Linked DNA regions of Mus musculus: region 2 is linked to region 1. The links are chromatin contacts, called in public Hi-C maps. All regions are on one chromosome and are shown on one strand. The core of a region is the stretch at or near the end of the contact, and the rest is flanking DNA. Distances in the headings are between cores, read along the strand shown. Region 1 has its middle 550 kb from the start of Rps6ka3. Region 2 has its middle 330 kb from the start of Rps6ka3.

Region 1 (4,892 bases), core at 1,463-3,962:
CACAAAAGAAGCCCTGGATTTGTCTTCTTTACCATAGGGAAAGGGCTGTGTTTTGAAGGCTCACGGGGATTGATTGGGCTCCAGGCTATTTTCATAGGAGTTACTTTTCTTTCTGTCTCTGATACAAGAGAATAAATTGTGCACCCTGGCTATTACCTTTGCAGGCTCTGCCTGGGTTAATAGTTGTTCATTATTCTGAACAATTCGGACTGAAGGAAGGAAGAAGATCATCTGTCACACATCATTCCTAGTCTTTGAAATTTTCCCAACTTTTAAGTGCACTCACTGGTTTCTGTCTGTTTCCTACTAACATTTACCAAAGTGAGTTAGAACAGATTGTACATAGAGGTAACCAACATGACCTATTCCCCCAGACACCCTACACAGAAACACTGACCTATGCAAAAAACAGAAGGGCAATGGAGTCAGTAGAAATAAAAAGGCAGACCATGACTCATAGATTTGAGAAGAGGAGCCTAAATATTTGGCTGTGGAGTTTTCTGAATTGTTTCAGTCAACTGATTCCATCACTATTTCCTATATAAAGTTGCATTTATTTTTTTCTTTCTCTTCAGGTTAGGGTTTGCCATTGGGATACATTCCTGTCGATTCTTTAATTCTTGGGATCTTTTAGACTTTGGAGATAGCAGCTTTGTGACATGAAGTACATTAACTCTCTGTGAGCTTTCACTATGGTGTCAAGAATAATGGCTTCTGGGTCCCTCTGTCTATTTTGGTGCAGCTAGTGAAGTTCACAAGCCTTCATACATGTTTACATATATGTGGGTTCACATGTATATTGATATGTTTGGAAGCAGAGTTCATATCTGAGTTCTTTCTTTATTGCATTCCACTTTATTTATTGAGGCAGATGGTCTTTTGCTGAACCCAGAGATTGCCAATGCTGGCTAATCTATCAAGCCAACTTGCCCTAGGAATCCCTTGTCTCCGCTGACATGGTGGGATTACAGTTAGCTGACACTCCTCCCAGACTTTATGTGGGTTCTAGGGTTGGGAATCCATATTCTTGTCTACATGCTTTCATGACAAGTGCTTTAATCAACAAGACAGTTCTCCAGCCTGTTAAATTTCTTATAGTTTTCAAGGAATTCAGTGCTTCCATTTTACTAACTAAACCTAGGTTGGCACTGGAGTTTTCTTTTTCTTTCTTTCTTTTTTTTTCAATCTATTGGATTTCTAGAGTGACTGTGGGGGCCCAGTGAGATGGATCAGTGAATAAGAGTCATTTGAGTGCAATACTGGCAGCCTGAGTTTGCTCCCCTGATCCCATGGTGGAAGGAGAAAAGTGAAATTTGTCCTCTGACCTTCACATGCTTGCTGTGGCACTTGATTGCACAACTCACAAGCCAACCCCCTCTCTCTGTATCTTTCTGCCTCTCTTTCTTTCCCTCTCTCTCTCTTCCTTTCTTTCTTTCTCTCTCTCTCTCTTCCTTTCTTTCTTTCTCTCTCTCTCTCTCTCTCTCTCTCTCTCTCTCATACACACACACACACACACACACACACACACACACAGGTGCGCGAGTACACACAGAGAACGATATGTGTGGAATCCACATGTGAGGAATGACAGGAAAGGAGCATTAACTGAGACAAGGAGTTCACATGACATTCCCTGCATGTGAACTATAACCTTAAAGAGATTGTCAACCAAAGATGGTATGACAGTACAGTCACCAACTAGGGCAAGGATGGTTTCCCTGACATCATCCAATTCACCCTAAGAAGGAGGGTGAGTTGAGTTCTAACTCAGTGTTAGAGCTGGAGTTGGAAGTGCAGAAGGAAGAATGGGATTTGATAGACACAAAGGTTTCCACAAACAAATAGTTGTGTCTACCTAAAGCATGGGATGAAATAAAGGGGTTTACTTTCTAGAAACGCAAATGACCCTTGGGAATATGTTATGGACCTAGATGTTAGAGTATATGTGATCAACTTGTTTCTGGAGTCACTGAAATAAAAGTGGTATCTTTTTAGAGACTATCCCAGACCACCAGCAGAGAGTTGATCAATATACTTTATATTTCCAAATTGTCTTTTTACTTCACAGGGCTACTATACTTGATGAATACCTCCAGTTCAATGTTCCTTTGTCTGCTTACCTCTAACTTCTACATGAAGACAAACAGAGTAAGCTGTAATATGACTCTAGTCAAACACTTTCCAGTTCTTTCCCAGCTCCTGCTATGCCTCACAGACAGGCTTCTTTTCTCCTCCACAAACTTTCTTTCTGCTTCCATTGAGAATTGACTGTACTTTTAATTAAGGATGTTTTTCCTTGATGCAGTACAAGAGGTCTGACCCCCTTGCCTGTCCTAAGCCTTTTGTACTTTCTCTTTGTCTCATCATTTCCTTAATAGAAAGAACATGGGTTTGGATTCTGGCAAGTATGCACTAGCATCCCAGGGGGCCTACATTGGACGGCTTCCTAACCTCTCTAAGTCTCACTTTACTTATTTGTGACAACAGAAAGGGGTGTTACAAATATGAAACAAAGCAGGATAGGTCAATGGCCATTTTCTTTTCTTACCTGGAGTTTTAAAAAGTAGCTTTGAACTTGATCTGAGTGAAGAGGGGCTCTCCTTTCTTCAAGAGTTATTGCTAGCTGCTTTTATCTTGTTATTTCCCTTCTCCCGGTGGCTATTGCCAGAGCTCAGATCTTTTTCCCCACTGGGTCTCATATTACCACTTCTCTGACATTAATCCTAGCTGCACCACTGAGCTGGCTTGATTCCCCGGTCCAGTCTTGCTAACAGGATTACTTTAGGCATTTCCTAATCTTGATGTGTGATCAGTACTTCTAGACACAAGCGGTGATAACCCTTGAAATGAGACAGGAACTACACAAGTAGCACTTCATGTCTTGTAGAAGGAGAAAGAACATGTTTGTATTCCATTGCCAGCTAGGCCATGATGCTTCTAATTGGCCCTCCTGAGTGTTCTCTCAAGCTAATGTTCTCCAGAGTACTGCAGAATTACAGTCTAATTTAATTTCCCCTCTGATCGGTTTACAGATCTTTATAAATGCAGTCTGGACAGATCAATGTTAGTAGCCGCTGGTGTTTTGAAGCTAGACGGATACAGAAAACACAGAAAACAAACTAGAGCTTTCCTTTGCAGGCAGGCATGGCTGAGGCTTTCCAAGCGCCTCTCAGAGGCCGCTGAAGCTAGAAATGAACCATGCTTCTTTGCTATTTGTATTAGTCAGGGGTCTCCAGAGAGACCACAAGCAATAGGTGATTGATTTGTTGGCGATAAGGAATTGACTCAGGTGATTATGGAAGCTGAAATTTCTCAAGATCAATAGTCAGAAAGAAAGCAATATAAGCAACCAATGGAATAGTGTACAGTACCCAAAGTCGTTCATCTGGAGGTCTAAGGAGAGCTGGTTTTTTTTTTTTTCAGTCTGAGTCCAATGGCTGAAAAAGTGTCCCATGTCCCAGCTCAGATTATAAGGGAGGAGGGGCACTCTACTACTCCAAACTTCTGTTCCCTTCAAGTCAACAAATGATTGACTTCCACCCACACTGGAAGAACAACTTGCTTAGCAAATCACTGATTGAAACAGTAAGTTCATGCAGAAATTCTCCTTAGACATTCCCAGAATCTTATTTGAAGAAATGCCTAGACTCTTTGTGTCCCACTTTTGATGCAAAATTAACTATTACATTGCCCCACATATATCTGAGTACACACACTCCCTTAGGGGAACTTTGGTCCCATAAGAGAAAGCATTTCCTTTAAGTTGGGGGCAGTTAAAAAATATGCCTGAGTTTAAAATTTTTTTAAATGAATACTTTGAGAATTTCATGCACATATACAATGCATTTTGACCATTTTCACCTCCAATATACTTTTTAACTACTCCCTAATCCCCCCCATCATGTTCCCCACACCCAAATTCACATTCTTTTGGCTGTCTTTTAACCCACTGAGTCCAATTAGGGATGCCCATAAGTGCATGGGTGTAGGGCCATCTGCTGGAGCATGGCAATCTATTAGAGGTCACATTTTGTTTGTTTGTTTTTTTAATGAAAACTGGCACTCCCTCCTCCACTAGTCATCAACTGCCAATAGCTCCTCACTCCTAGCTGAGAAACCTGTTTTAAATGTTCTCTTCTAATTAGAGTTGAGCCAGCAACATCACTTGTGTTAGCAGTGATGACTAATGCTTGCCAATACATAGGCAGCTTTGACTCCCCATCAGTCAATGCTGTTTTTCTGTTTGCATGTCGACTGCGGTGACTTCATATTGGAGATGATTAGAAGCCAATTTATTCCCTTCAGAAATATAATCATCAGTGTTTACTTAGAGATAATTTCTGTTAGAGTAGAGACAGTTGGAATTGGGAAACTTGATAGATTATGCTGATAGCCCAGTTCTTCATTCTTTCTATATCCATATGCTTTGCTCTGCATCTTTGCCTTTCTTCCTATTAAAACAACAGGATCTTTTATCCACCCTTTGAACCTCAGCTTGGCAGTATGACTTATTTTGGCTAGGTTAATGAGATGCTAATGCATTAGTTTTGAGCTTGAGAAGCCTTCGTGTATTTCTTTTATTTATGCTAATCACTGATGAAGGATATATCTGAGGCATCCCCATTGGCCCCAGGAAGTAGAATGGAGATATGTGGACCATGGCTGCCCATATCAGAGTTTAATCTATTGTACCATAGTGCAGACTTCAGATGACCTCCATCCATGCCAGCCAACATGTATTTGTGTGAACAAGCACAGCTGTAATGGTTAATCTTGCCAACTTAATTGTATCTGGGACCAATTAAGGGAGACATATCTCTTGGTTATTTTTGCAAAATAAGGGTATTTCCTGCAAAGATGAATTGAGATAGAATGATCCTCTTTCATAATGA
Region 2 (4,892 bases), core at 675-3,174, 220 kb before region 1:
CAAAACATTTTCCCTTGGAAGCGCTGCTTAATCACGGCTATCAGCATCGCCTCAAGCTGAATGTGCATCCATCGAAGGCAAAACACAGCCCAGTGCAGAAGTGCAACAACCTACTTTAAGATCTGCACACATCACGTGCGATGAAAACGGATTTCGTTTCTAGGCTCTTCCCCCACCTTTAAAAAAAATTCTCCCTTATCACGATTCCTTTCTAGGTGGAGGAGGTTCCACCTGCCCACTCACTGCGTAAACCAAATCTGTGCCTGAAAATTAGACTCCTTCCAGTGTGGTCAGAATCAGGTAACAACAGCTGAATTCAGTTCACCCCATGCCTTCTTTGCTTTCCACTGAGCAGTGAAGTGTGAAGGCTTATCTAAGGAGCAGGAAGGGAGAATTTGGGTTACCCATTTGTGTGTGTGTGTGTGTGTGTGTGTGTGTGTGTGTGTGTGTGACAGGGTTGTCCTGCTTTGTGCCCATTAGTCATTAAACGCATACTGCCCAGGCAGTAAAACAAAAGCTATTCTCGGATAAGTACGAGGCTTAATAAAGAGTTGAAGGAATTTCAAAGAAGGAAAAATGTTTCTGTATTCCCTGGGGGCTACATGGTCTCTGCTGAGTATTTTGATTTGGGGGTACATGGACGTAAAACCTAGCAGATTGTATTCTATACCTGCGTGCTCGCTGGCAGGCACAAAATGTACGCTGTTAACTACAGACGTCTGGGTTTGCTTCTCCCGAGGGGCTGATGGAAGATTCACCAGCACGTGGGTGAAGCAGCAGCCTTGTGATCTGGCTTCCCAGCCTCCGAGCCGCCTTCCAGCTGCCTTATGTAATGTGATCTGTTTGCTGATGGGAGCCTGATTAGTTTCTGGGTGGGAACTGCAAAACCTGTGCACAGTCCCCGTGAGTGCTAGACTCCGCCAGCCTAGTTGAGTTTGTATTTGTCAGGCAAGCAAGGGGTTAAATGGAGCCACACTAAGGGTATGCACGTGGGTGCACAGGGAGGCCAGGAATGGTGTGGATGAGTGATAGAGGCAGTTGAAGTAGTCCGAATAAGAGCAGCATGTGGGTGGTGGAGAGGGAGAAAGAAAAGCCGGGGAAGGGCTTTAGGGAGGAAAAGCAGTCGCCACCAAGCAGCTAACCGTAGATCATTGGCATGCATTCCTTATCAAATGAGAGCAGGACACAGAGACTGAAATCAAGCTGAGCAGAATTTCTAATAGAACTGGCTGACCTTTCAAACGAAGTACTTAAGTAAAGATGGGCAGCACATGGCAGGACTTTTTACAAGGAGGCAAAAAGTGGGCAGCTCAGAGTTTCAGGTGTACTGTATTTAAACAACACATCTCATTGGTTTTGAGTCAAAATACTTTAAAAGTACCCCTCAAGCCACATTTAGTGCCTCAAGCCTGTAATCGTAGCACTCGAGAGGTCGAGGCAGGAGGACTGGTGGTAGTGTGCAGCCAGCTTGGGCTATATAGTGAATTTCAGGCCAACCTAAATTATACCAGGAGACCCTGTCCCTCCAGGTAACTTTATTTGCTCTGGAATTCTTTTTATCGTCCCAAGTTGAGGGGACTGCATGCTGTTTTGGTAGGAGTTTAATATAAATAGCCAAAGTTTTTTTTACACTGTTATCCTTTGAGAGTTGTTTTATTTTCACATTTCTATAAATATGTTCAGCAACAAGGTTTTTGGAGAGCTCCCCAAGAATTTCGCTTGTGAAAGTCTCCATGAGAATTAAAAACAAGTCCCTGTGGGTTCTCCATAACCGCTAACTTTAAGACTAAAAAGTTACATTAATGAGTTCTCTATAAATCTTCTCTCCGTCGATAAAAAATTCTTTTTGGTATGGTAATTTTGTTTACTTCTCTCAAGAGTCAGTCATAATCAAACTTGACCAGCAGGGGGCGAGCGTTCACAGAAAATGCAAGTAGTCCCTGCTCTGGCTGATTTGCCGGATGGAAGAAACAGGTTTTATTCTGAGGTATTTTCAGTTCAAATTCAAGTTCTAGAACTTTGATTTATTATTAGCTTCTCTTACTTGGGGAGAAGGGAGGAGAGAAAAACAGGTCTGTCTGCTACCCGTGTGTTCTACCCCCAACTTTAGGGAAGGGCTCAGAAACCGCAAGTTTTCAGTAGAGTCAAACAGGCTGGATCGTGCATGAATCTGAGAACACAGGCTCCAGTTTTCCTAAAATGACAAATCGCCTCCCGTTACTCAAGAAATCACAAAAGATTCACACCCACCCTTTCTTCCCCCGAGCTTTGTCCTTCTGCGAGTGATTTGCAGTCCCAGACAAGTATTATATAATGATGAGGCAGAGAAGCCTGAAGCTTAGTCTTACTGCTTCTTTCGCAGAAAAGACATTTAAAAAGAAAAAAAGAAAAACGATTATAACACCATCTTAAATGTTTCCGAGACAAACGTTTCTGCCAAGTGTTGGAAGAGTGGGGCATTAGTGTATTAGTTGTGTCCATTTGCCATGGTCCAAGGGAGCAGTTTGAAGGGAAAGATGGAAAGATACAACTTGCGGGTGAGTGGGAAAGGGCCTGCAGTTCCAGGACATCTGGCTCTGATCCCGGCTGATTTAGCTGGCTGAGTATTCTTGAATTCCTTCCCTTCCTGGTCTTCAGTTTTACAAGCTGCAAATGATGACACAATGCCTTCCAATCTAACATGTTACCCTTCTCTCTAGAATAAATGTAGATGACATTGTTTATTTGACTTCTTTCCAAGAACACAGCAACATTCGACAACCAAGACAACATTGTTCAGGATATTATGGTATTTCAAAAATCCCCAAAGTACTTTGTATTTCACATTTCTGCAAACAGTGTCACTATTTATCAACAATTTCCTTAGTGTTTTTATAGCAATTATTGTCTGAGTAATTCTCTCTGGGGAATCCTAGTTAGGTACTGTGTGGTATGGAAAAGCCTTCAATTTTTTTTTTCTTTTTTTTCTTTTTGCTTCTTTTCTTTCTTTTCTTTTTGGGGGATGGTGGTGGGGAGACAGGGTTTTGCTGAGTAGCTCAGGGTGGTCTTCATGCCTCTACCTCTTGAATGATGTGATTATAGGTCTGTGCTACTCTGTCCCCAGCAGAGCTTTTGATCCCTACGATGCAAGCATCTTTGGGGATTACAGTGAGACTTCAGTGACTTGATGTTAAGCACACAGTAAGCTGGGATATAGGAGCTCTTCAGTACTATTAGTGCTGTTAGTGTTTGTCAGCACTGCTAAAAGATCCAATGCACACAGTTGATTAAAAGGGGTTCATTTTTTTTTAAACCTCAAAGACCAATACAATATTTAGCTCTTTTGTTCACATATTTACTAACTGAGGAACTTCAGAATTTCAAAAAATCTGCAGGGGGATTTTTTTCCCCCCAGAGACACTATCCTGTCTTGGAAAAATCATCTTATTAAGGTGAAATTCTGTGGTTGTTGGCATAGCTTTGCAGCCTACAGGGGCAGTGTGAGGAAGCTTTCATTGTCCAGGCCAGAGAAAACAAAACATGACTGAAAAATGATCAAAATAACAACAGCAGCAGAAATGTAGGCTTAGGTTTAGATCACAGATCTGCCTTTTATTTGCTGTGTGACCTTGGAAATATTGCCCCTTCTATTATTTCTTATGTCTCTTTTAGTGCGTGTTGCTCAGCTGAAGGGAGAAAAGAGAGACTTACTGACAAAAACCAGTGAGAGGCAACACCAATACCACGCAGCTCTGCTAAACTTAGCCCACAGGGTGAAGCAGCCTGATTGAGCATGTGTGTCCCAGGGATGGGGCTTTCTGTTTTTAGCCCTCTGACCATATGCATATGCAAATGCAAAGAAAGCCCTGGTGCCCTGCTCACTGCCTCCAGTACTCAGTTTAAATTGCTGCAGGATGCTTTCTTTAAACACCTGTGACTCTGCCTGACTCCTTCTCTGTCGGAGGGATATGGCTAGCTCATAATCAGAGCAAATTCAGTGTGTGACATTTAATGTTTCTCTTGCCACAACAAAACAGCTTTCAACTGATGCAGGTTCCAGTGTGGGTGAAGAAAAAAAAATTCTCTCTCTCTCTCTTTATTTTTTATTTCTTATTATTTTTTTTGTTTGGGGTTTGGTTTGCCAGTTGGGTAGATTCTGAGTTGTATATCAGGCCTGCCTGGAAAAATGTGACCCCTAGCAGTCATGCAGATTGGATCCATTCTAATGCCCCAGTGTTCTAACAGTTGTCAGAAACATTTGCCTCAGAAACATTTAAGACAGAAAATCATCTTGCTCTCCTCTTCTCATCCCTACTGGTATGGCCGGGGGAATCAGAATTCTGATCATTGTTTGTGTGCCTTCTGGGGTACCCTGCCTAGGGTTCTGTTTCAAAATCAATATGTGATTTTTCTGCACATAGAACATGGGCTATGATGCCATGAAGATCTAGGTCTGAACCTGGGAATCACCAGTTTTCTGCTTTCTAGTTTGGGTCAAATTCTTGAACATATCTAAGACTCAATCTGCATACTCACCAATGAAGCATGAACTGAAATCTAGTCGGCCTGATGGAATAACTGAATTCAGTGAAGTGCCTGCCACATTATCAGCTTAGAGGAACTTCAGCTCTTAAATAAATATTCCCAATCACTCATTTTTTTTTTTGTCTTTTCTACTACCCTCCTAAATGTTTATAGCAGGGTTCTTCTGTGTGCCCTACAGATGTCTCCTGGGGCATCTGTAAGACTCAGAAGAGAACAAGGATTGTCAATAGCCTTCTCATTCCTGTAGCAGCATGTCATTTTCTTCAGCAACTTTAAACTTCACTTAAAAAAAATATGCTGCATATGCAAGGAGAGATGGGAGACAGAGAAAAGAAAAGCCTGCAAAAGTCATCTGTCCCAATTGGACT

What was found. A called contact is a pair of places that touch in the nucleus more often than the background predicts.
Region 2: a contact with region 1 is called in a Hi-C map of the N1E-115 cell line, with 13 times the contacts expected there. The contact joins two enhancer-like sites. A contact is called at or near these places in 7 of 484 Hi-C or Micro-C datasets (the HL-1 cell line, the N1E-115 cell line, cerebellar granule neurons and 3 more).

What each region holds. Positions count from the first base shown.
Region 1 is chrX:158,701,476-158,706,367 of GRCm38.p6, reverse strand. No RefSeq gene overlaps it. Among named protein-coding and RNA genes, the nearest start is that of Rps6ka3, 550 kb to the left of the region's middle. Within about 2 kb of position 2,712, at least 4 of the 459 cell types and tissues checked have an H3K27ac peak or open chromatin away from gene starts, as enhancers often do. A contact at or near this core is called in the N1E-115 cell line, where this site is marked.
Region 2 is chrX:158,919,328-158,924,219 of GRCm38.p6, reverse strand. No RefSeq gene overlaps it. Among named protein-coding and RNA genes, the nearest start is that of Rps6ka3, 330 kb to the left of the region's middle. Within about 2 kb of position 1,924, at least 44 of the 459 cell types and tissues checked have an H3K27ac peak or open chromatin away from gene starts, as enhancers often do. A contact at or near this core is called in the N1E-115 cell line, where this site is marked.